Regions from separate parts of the Mus musculus genome. Here region 2 is linked to region 1. Evidence: chromatin contacts called from public Hi-C data. All regions are on one chromosome and are shown on one strand. The core of a region is the stretch at or near the end of the contact, and the rest is flanking DNA. Distances in the headings are between cores, read along the strand shown. Region 1 overlaps Gm35908 (a long non-coding RNA gene). Region 2 overlaps Ctsb (cathepsin B).

What was found. Hi-C and Micro-C count contacts between places; a contact is called where the count stands out from the background.
Region 2: a contact with region 1 is called in a Hi-C map of bone marrow-derived macrophages, with 55 read pairs. The contact joins two enhancer-like sites. A contact is called at or near these places in 5 of 15 datasets of contacts at CTCF or cohesin (CD8 T cells, the NIH/3T3 cell line, embryonic stem cells and 1 more), 55 of 484 Hi-C or Micro-C datasets (the 4T1 cell line, 8-cell embryo, the AML12 cell line and 31 more), 16 of 115 datasets of contacts at active chromatin or transcription factors (the HPC-7 cell line, the NIH/3T3 cell line, bone marrow-derived dendritic cells and 11 more) and 4 of 9 other capture datasets (adipose tissue, bone marrow-derived macrophages, embryonic stem cells and 1 more).

What each region holds. Positions count from the first base shown.
Region 1 is chr14:63,073,299-63,078,008 of GRCm38.p6, reverse strand. It overlaps Gm35908 (a long non-coding RNA gene), which reads right to left. Exons shown (of 4, transcript XR_874690.2): 3 at 2,141-2,249; 4 at 634-1,665. Among named protein-coding and RNA genes, the nearest start is that of Gm35908, 4.8 kb to the right of the region's middle. Within about 2 kb of position 1,553, at least 53 of the 459 cell types and tissues checked have an H3K27ac peak or open chromatin away from gene starts, as enhancers often do. A contact at or near this core is called in Kupffer cells and bone marrow-derived macrophages, where this site is marked.
Region 2 is chr14:63,143,589-63,148,255 of GRCm38.p6, reverse strand. Ctsb (cathepsin B) reads right to left here. Exons shown (of 10, transcript NM_007798.3): 10 at 2,333-4,667. It overlaps Fdft1 (farnesyl diphosphate farnesyl transferase 1), which reads left to right. Exons shown (of 8, transcript NM_001360211.1): 8 at 1,288-3,106. The coding sequence ends at 1,506. Among named protein-coding and RNA genes, the nearest start is that of Gm51283, 4.4 kb to the left of the region's middle. Within about 2 kb of position 2,610, at least 9 of the 459 cell types and tissues checked have an H3K27ac peak or open chromatin away from gene starts, as enhancers often do. A contact at or near this core is called in Kupffer cells and bone marrow-derived macrophages, where this site is marked.

The DNA of each region.
Region 1 (4,710 bases), core at 304-2,803:
GAGGTAGAGGCAGGCGGATTTCTGAGTTTGAGGCCAGCCTGGTCTACAAAGTGAGTGCCAGGACAGCCAGGGCTACACAGAGAAACCCTGTCTCGAAAAACCAAAAAAAAAAAAAAAGTTGCACTAGGGGATTTTCGTCATCAATAGTGTGAACATTGGAAAGGATTAGTGTAAACACAGATGATTTTGGTTTGTTTGGGGCGGGGTGTCTTAGGAAAAGAAAAATTTTAAAATAAAAATAATTTTTGAGAAAACATGTTTAATGTGATTTAAACACTGTGGAATGTGTATACATATCAAAATATCACACATTATTTCCTTAACATGCACAATTGTATGCCTTTATGTACCAGTTAATAATTTTAACTAGGGCTGCGGAGATAGTTCAGTAGGTGAAGTGAGGATGTTGCATAGACATGAAGATTTGAGTTTGATCCCCAGGACTCAAGTGGAAAAGCTGAGTGTGATGGTGGTGATTGTAACCCCAGTCCGGGAAGGTGGAGATAAGATTCCCTGGGTGTCCCTGGCCAGCTACCTACCCACCCACTCGACCAAACTCCATCTCTCTCTCTCTCTCAGAGATACCAATTTTTAAATATATTTTATGCTGCTCTGTGAATGCAGTTCCCAAGGAGGCCAGAAGGGGGCATCAGATACCCCTGGCGTTGGAGTTGCAGATGGCTGAGAGCCATCTGACTGGGGCTTGACAACTCTTCAGTGCTGGGCAAGGGACCTAACTCCAGCCCTTAGGCAGGGTGTGGTGGTGCACACCTCTAATCTCAGAGCTCGGGAGGCGGAAGCAGTCTCTGAGTTTGAGGCCAGCCTGGGTGTACATAGTGAGTTCCAAGGCTACACAGAGAGACCCTGTGTAACCTTGTTTCTCACCTTTTTGAAACCTATGGTCTATTATTGTCATTCATTGTCACCCTACTATGACACAGTTATCAGGCACGGGGTTCTGAGAAGTTGGAGAACAGCTATGCTCAATCAAGGCCTTGTCCTCAGCCCTTCCTAACAGGCTCTATTTTATTGTTGTTGTTGTTGTTATTTGTTTGTTTGTTTGTTTCAAGACTGGGTTTCTCTGTGTAGCTCTGGCTGTTCTGGAACTTGCCCTATGGCCTAGGATAGACTTGAACTCATGAAGATCAGACTGCCTCTGCCTTCCTAGTGCTGGGATTTTAAGGTGTGTTCCACTCCCACCTCCACCTCCACCCCCATCCTGCCCCAGGCCCTACTCCGAGTTTTGACCTGTAGGTTTCCCAGCTGTGGGTCACTTTTCGCGTCTTCCTTTTCCTTTACCGGAGGTCTGTTGGGGGCAGCTAGAGTTCAGCAGCTCTCTGTAGACTCCCTTCCCCTGTATTGTTTGTTCTCTGCACACATATGCCCTTTCCTAACCAAACAGCGCGGAGTCAAAGAAAGCTGAATAGGTCTCATAACCCCGTTTCCTGGTCACAAGACAGACAGTCGTCATCCCTGCCTTGTCTGCCTCCTGGTGTCTCGCAGGACCTCTCTATGTCCGTATTTGTTTCCAGCCGGGGTCCGGATGTAGGCTGAGCTTTTTACATTGCCCCTTAGACAGTCTCCAAGTCACACCTCCAGTCTTGCAAAAGGCTTATTGGCTACAGAGCCCGCTTTTCATGCTCACAGCGCCACCAAGTGGCTTACCTGGTGGAAGAACAGTCAATTATCTGGAGCGAATAGGATCCATCCAGGAGGAGCAGTCTCCTCACAGGGATGCCAGTGTTCCTGCTAGAACACGCCAATACAGACCTCCCTGACTTTTTCCGCTGTGACTTTGGTGTTTCTCCTTTCCTGTCTCTGAAGGAATGGGGTCTGTAGATAGGGAACTTAAGAAACTCTCTCATACCATAGTCTAATGACCCTAAGTTTGTATGGACCTGCAGCACATTCCCGCGGCACAGGTGCCTGGTTTCCATATCTCACCCCACCCCCACCTGCCCATCACCTGAGCTCGGTGCTACCTGCTCCTCCACCCGCGATTGTGCCTGCTGCATCTGCACTTTCCTGACACCTCTGCCTTCATCTCCTCCCGCGACTCCACCTCATTCTTCTTCATCAGCCCCTCCTTGCTGTCTGCACTCCACACCCCCTGCCCACACACCAATTCCGGAAACTATACCTCTCCAAACTCCAGGTGTCTGGACTCCTGGGTCCTCTAGGCCCAGACTGACCCACGGCCAGACGACTTTGGGCTAGATTCCATGTGCTTATCCTGACCATCTTGCCATCTGTGGAAAGAGATAGGGTGGGAGTCCATGTTGAAAGCAAAGCCTCCTCACTCAGGGCCTGCTTTGAAGCCCCGCCCCTGCTGAGCTTGTAGATTAGGGACCCAAAGCCTCTCCTGCCTTTTGACTCCAAGGCCAAGTTTCATCTTTCCATCTTAACCCAAACTATCCTGCATCTACGGAGGAGGACTCTCCTGTCCCCCAAATACTTCCATGTTCCTCATCTTCACAATGCAGAACACATACGCCTTTGACCCAGAAACATTTCATCAGCTACTCATCCTGAAACCCACATGCACTTCTGAAGGATGAGTGATAGACCCTTTCTCTCCCTCTGCGACAGATTAGAACAGATTAAAAATAGATAAAGGCAGGTTTATTAGGAGTCAGCTCTCCTGTGGGCTCACTGATCCCACAGGCGGAGGTCAGTGAAGCCACACACCTGGCCTAAAGCAAGAGGATTTCATAGAGTTTACTCGAGGAGTGATGGCGTGCCAGCGAGGCACTTTCCTGACACCTCTGCCTTCATCTCCACCAGCGAGGCACACCATGGACAAAAACAGCCCCTGGGCGGCCACTTTTAGGTGGGTGGTCAGAAAGGAGGAGAGATGGCTTCTAAGCCTGAGTTGTTTCCCTTGCAGGCTTTCCTTGGGTGAAGAAGAGCAAACAGGGTGTCTTAGTTTGTACAGGAGATAAGCAAGGGTTCCGACCAAACAGTGGGGATGAGATCTGCTCATCACCTCCACAACTCCTAACTGTAAAGGTGATGTGGATCTACTTCCATACAAAAGAGCTTGCAGGAAAAGTAAGAATCGGTTGCTAACTCCACAAGGGAAGAACTCCGGGCTTAGAAGCAATCGCTCCTCGTTCCTGACAACCCACCCAAAAGTGCCTGTCCAGGAGACTACTCAATTTTCAATGGATACATACGTCTAGAATAAAGACTCCTTCCTATGAAATACACACACACCTACACAAACATAACCACATACACACACACACACATACACACACACACACACACACACACACACACACAGAGAGAGAGAGAGAGAGAGAGAGAGAGAGAGAGAGAGAGAAGAGAGAGAAAGAGAGACCTACACAGACATAACCACAGACATACACATACACACACACACAGACACACACACACACACACACATGAAAAAGGGAGATAAGAGTTAGTTGCTCTAGATGTCAAGGATCCTATATGTTGATTATCTTTGAAGACAGTTGTTTTCTACCTCTAATCACTGAGCTTCTAGAAGCACGAGTCCTTATGTGTTCTTCAAGTCTAGCCCACATTACTCTTCCCTGCAGGACTCTGGCTCTCACAGGCTGAAGGGACTGCCCATGCTTTTTTGCTGAGAAAACACTTTAAAAAAAATTCTTTGACAATTTCATACATGCATGCAATTTATTTAGATCATTCTCACCTCTGACTCCATGTTCATATCCCACATATCCCCTCCAATCCCCCCCCCCCCCCCCCCCCGTCAATCCAGCAAGCACTGCCTGCTGGAGTGTTGCCCTGACCTGGTACAGGTGACCATAGCTACAGTAACTTTGAGAGTGTGATGTTCACACCCGGAAGACAGAATTCCACAGACTTCATTCCAGCCCTTCAGCTCCGACATTCCCTCTGCCTCCTCTCTCACAGTGTTCCCGGAGGGAGCTGGGGTGGACTGACACAGAGGCTGAGTACTCAGGTCACTTCTCTGTATGTCGATCAGTTGTGAGTCCCTGCATTGATGCCCACTGCAGAAAATGGGCCATCTGGCCCAGGGTGAGGGCAGCACTAACCTCAGAGGATAAAGGTAACTATTCAGTGGGCAGTTGGACAACATTTCGTTGTAGTAGAAGCAATTTAAGCTTATCCCCATCTAGCTTACAAATGAATGAGACTCAGACTGTGGTTGTTTTGTTTGGCTTTGGCAATTACTGGGATCACCCCTAATCTACTCTTCTAACTGCTGGCCTGGCTGCCTCCCCAGCAGTGTACCCCAGACACTTGCTGTTTCTCCTGGCCACGTGCTCACAGTCCATCTCCCCTCATGGAGGCGTCTTCTCTCTCCTCCTTCTCCTCCTGGTCTCTCTCTTCTTCACTCCCAATCAGGTAACTTAAAACCTACCTACCTCTAATCCTGCAAATAATTGGCTATAGCCAATTATTTGCAGGATTAGAGTTTTAAATCAAGGAACTAATAGTTTTAAATCAAGGAACAAGGTTTGCATAACAAAATCTTGTAAACATGACAATTCACTCATCGGCCTAGACCTTCAGGTACAGAATTTAGCATTACAATACATAGCGACAGACCAAACCACAACATGCTTTTACCATGCTCCTTGTGGTCTGGTATTTGCTTATTGACTCATGCATATGAATTCCTACTGATTGGAACTCTGAGGTAATAGATCCTGTCTAATTGAGTTTTAGATTCCTGTTAAAGGGAAATTGTTC
Region 2 (4,667 bases), core at 1,361-3,860, 69 kb before region 1:
CTTTTGTGGGTTCAGTTCCTAGCACCTAGCTCACAACTGTTCCAAGGGATTCAAAATGCCCCCTTCAGACTACCGCAGGCACCACACACACACACATGATGCACATACATACATACATACATACATACAGGCAAAACACTTACAGACATTAAAAATAACATCTTTACACACACACACACACACACCCCACCTATTTTGTACATGTAATCTCAACATGTGGGAGGTTGAGGTAGAAAGATCAGCCAGGCATCAAGGCCAGCCTGGGCAGTATATAAGCAAAGCCCTGGCTTTAACAAAATTAAAGAAGAAAATTTAGTATGATGTGTGTGGACAAAACATCCATTGTATAGTGAAAATTTGATATCATCATCCTTGCTGCTTTGTGTATTAGATAATTATGCGTGTGAGCACTTGCACACCATTACACAAGTACAGGCTGGAGGAGTTTGCAGAGTTGATTATCTTTCCGTCAGATTTTACCCACTGAGCTATCTCTGGTCTCGCTCTTGCTTACTTATTTCTTTTTATTGTTAACTTTTTTTTAGATTTATTTTGCTTTATGTGTATGTTTTGCCTCTATGTATGTATGTATGTATGTATGTATGTATGTATGTATGTGTACCATGTATGCCTCATAGAACTGGTGTTACAGATGGTTTTGAGCCACCATCTAGGTGCTGGGAATCAAATCTGGAATCGAGCCCCAGTCCTATTTACAAAGATGGACTTATTTTTTCCTTTATGCACATGGGTGTTTTGCTTACATGTATATCTGTGTACTATGTGTGAGCAGTGCCTGTAGAGACAGGAAGTGGGTGGTGGATCCTCTGGGACTGGAGTTTCAGATGTGAGCCTCCATATGGGTGATGTGAACAGATTCTTAACTGCTGAGCTCTTTCTCCATTGGAGGCTGGAGTCTTTCCCCATCTAACACATGCTTTTTGGTCAACCTGACTAAATCATGCCAACACACACAGGGCACCACTTCATGCCCGCCACTGTGAAGTACCTGGCATCTGAAGCCGTGCGGGGGCGGCTGCTCTCCAGGCACTTAGTGGCTCCTTGGTGAGGCTTGTGCAGTGCACTGTTCTTCCTTGCTCGCTGGGCCTAGGTGGTGCTTCAGCCTTATCCTAGAGTAGCAAGTGACTCCCGTTCTTAGAACCTGTTTTGTCCTTGGTGACATGACCTAAAGCCACCTACCTGTTGAGAATTGTTAGAGGAAACCATGAGAAATGTCTATAAAGTACTGGAGGCAGCGCTAAGTAGCCTTTCTTCTTTCCTTAACAGATTTATCACCGGATCCCCAACTCAGACCCATCATCAAGCAAAACCAAGCAGGTCATCTCCAAGATCAGGACACAGAACCTTCCCAACTGCCAGCTCATCTCCCGAAGCCACTACTCCCCCATTTACCTGTCATTTATCATGCTCTTGGCTGCCCTGAGCTGGCAGTACCTGAGCACCCTGTCCCAGGTCACAGAAGACTATGTCCAGAGAGAACACTGATTTTGTTTAGCCGGAAGTGGAAGTTCCCGTGGAGTGGGTTTTTCCTTTTCCTCCAGCTGGATTTTGACTTCCCTTGTTTTTCCTCCTACTCTAAAATCTTTGGGAGAACTGAGTGTGGGACCTTTAGGAACTGGGCAGAGGAAAGGATGCCTTGCCCTCAGCAGCCTGGTGCTGGCTGGGACTTGGTTCCTCTGCCTCTTGTAGCCACTGGCAGCGTGCCGACTGCTGCACTTGTGAGGCCACGTGTGATGGTCACAAGAGCCTAGTGAACCTGGCTAGAATGCTGATTGGATTTATTTAATTTGAAACAGCCTTTGAATACCTATGACAATAGAAAATGAAAGCAACTGGTCCTTGTCTTTCTCATGAGTTTGACAGTGGAAGTGTTAATCCGTGTTGTTCTGCGCGATGCTGTGAGCTCCCGAGACTGCAGGCTTGGCCTTCTCACCCAGGGGGAGCTTAAGCCCCCATCGGTGCCGTTGGCCACTTGTCAGCGCGTCCTCCAGGAAAGGCTTTTGATGTTGAGATTTTTTTGTAATAGCATAGAATGAATGCACACAGTAACATGCTCACATCCCTTGTAAGGACTGAGTTTGTCCGGTGCAGCTCACCTGAAAGCCCAGAAAGATGGCCTAGTGATCTCAGGACTGGGTCCTCCATCACCACAGCAAGAGTGTTGCTGATGAGGGTAAGGAAAGCAGGCAGTGCGGTCACCTCTCTGCTTTAGCCTGCCACTGCTGTTTGCCCCTCCCTCCAGTCTCCTCTACAGTCATTTGCTTTGGTTTTTCTTGAAGTCTCAAAAGACAAATGATGACAGGAAAACCAGTTCTATATTGGTAGGTTTTTAATTGCAGCGTGGTTAGTTGGCTACATTGTCATGGTGGCCTCTGACACCCTGTGTATCTGAAAACCAGTGTTTGAGCGGTGGAGAGGCTCTAGGCAACCACTCTGACTGTAGGACAAGATACCTGAGGCCAACTGCTTTACCAAGGAAAGAGGATTGTTTATGTAACAGCTTAGGAGGATGAAAGTACAAGATGAGGGGGGCCCCATCTTTAGCCCTTGGACGGCCTTGTGAGAAATGACACTACAGTAGAGAGAGGACATGCAGGAGAGAGCACGTGACAGGAAGCAGGAGTCGACGCCCTGGCATGCTGACACTTGTACACTGTAACTGTAGCTCAGGTTGGCCTGCAAGTCTATGTAGCCTTGAATTTAATGGTGATCCCACTGCCTCAGCCTTCTGAATGTACGAGTTATAGGCACGAGCCACCCCACTGTTGTCCACAGAGCTTGGTCTCTGGAGCCCTAACTCTGGAAGACTAGCATTGAGCCCTTTTGAGAACAGTGCCTCAGCTACCTGTCATTTTGTGAACCTGTATATGACCCTTTGGGGTACGCTCAGACCACAGAGACATGTAGAGCATAGTCTGCTCCCCTCTTAAGCCTGCTGCGTATGTTGACTTCATCACTGAGGTGCCTCGGCCAGTTCAGTGGTCCATTCAACTTTGTAAGCACAGATTCCTTGCTGGATTACTGGGGCATGGAGACTTCATTGGTCACTTGCTCTAAGCCTTGAACAAATACCACCCCGCTGAAACCGAAGGTTTTAATGTTCATCCTTTCTGGAAGCTACAACTCTTACCAGTAATCCCAGCATGTGGGAGGTGGAGGGAGGGAGGGAGGAAGGGAGGAGTTGGATTTTAAGATCCTCCTCAGTTGTGGAGGTGGGCCTGGACTACATAAGACACTGTCTCTAACATCAAAACCTGGAGGCTGGAGAGATGGCTCAGCACCTGAGTGTTCTTCCAGAGGTCCTAAGTTCAATTCCCAGCAACCCCATAGTGGCTCACTACCATCTATAATGAGATCTGATTCCTTCTGATGTGCATGAAGACAGAGTACTCATAAACTGCATGAATAAATATAAAGGGGTAGGGGGGACAGACTCTAACCCCCTGAAACTTATTTCCCTTAGCAAATAAGACCCCAAGTTCCACTTGAATTTCAGATAGTTTTCTTTATATTCAGATATTTAGCATGGTGCATTTCTATAAAGCCATTATCTAGAAATACATTTAGTCGGACATTATACATACTGTCTACATATGACACACCTCTTTCTCCTGTTATTGTGTTGCTGGGCACTGAACCAAGGGTCTTGCTTGGACAATATGCTGGACAAACACTCTACCATGGAGACATCCCTAGCCTGCTTTTGACTCTCAATATAATTTACACCATCTGTGTGCTTTCTCAGAGGCCCACCCATATCCAGACATAATTATTAGAAAGATGTGCTTGCTACCTTCCTCTGGTTATTTGCAAATCCTGTCTGGGACAGCCCTTTGAAGGCGTTCCCCCTGCTGTTGAGTTTCCCAGGCTCTGTGGTAGTGGAAGTGAGAGCGCTAAGGCTAGTTCTGTATTCTAATGGATCTGGAACAAGACTTCTGACCAAGTTGATCTGGCATGTTACCTAATGAGTTCCTGGGCAGCATGAATGCTGTCTGTCATAGGCCCTGTTTGAAGGCCATCGCCCAAATCTATCTGAAATGACCTAGTCGGGCTACAAACGACTATTCAAAGGCCTGGCACTCATACTGGCTCAGGTTTGAGGACCACACAAAGAACACACAACGGCGTGTTCTAGTCTAATGTGTAGAAAGGTAGGGATGTGTAAACACAGAATCATCAAAAGGCCCTGTGGGCAGGCTGAAAAGGAAATGCTCCTAGCTTCAAGGTCTATTGTAGACCAGTCTGGCCTCAAACTCCCAGAGATCGGCTTGCCTCTGTCTCCTGAGTATCCATTTCATGTACCCAAGGAAGACAGCTCTTGACTTGAGCACAGGAAACCACCCACAGGAGAATCTGGTTATGGAAGACATCTAGAGCCACCCCCAAGCATACGATAACAAAACGGGTTTCCTGGGCTCCATCAGAGGATGTTCAGGGTCCTCTTCTCTTAATTTAGCTCATCTTCACTGGCTATGCGAGGTAGGGAGGGAGTTGCAGGTGGGCATGTGGTGAGGCAAGAAAGGAAGTGTAGGAGGGAACTATTGGGTGTAGTTGAGACCGGTGGAACTGTCTTGCAGTACTAAAGCCCCAGTACCCAAGCCAGGTTGCCTCAAACCGAGTTACACTTCTAGCACTCGCCAGGCATC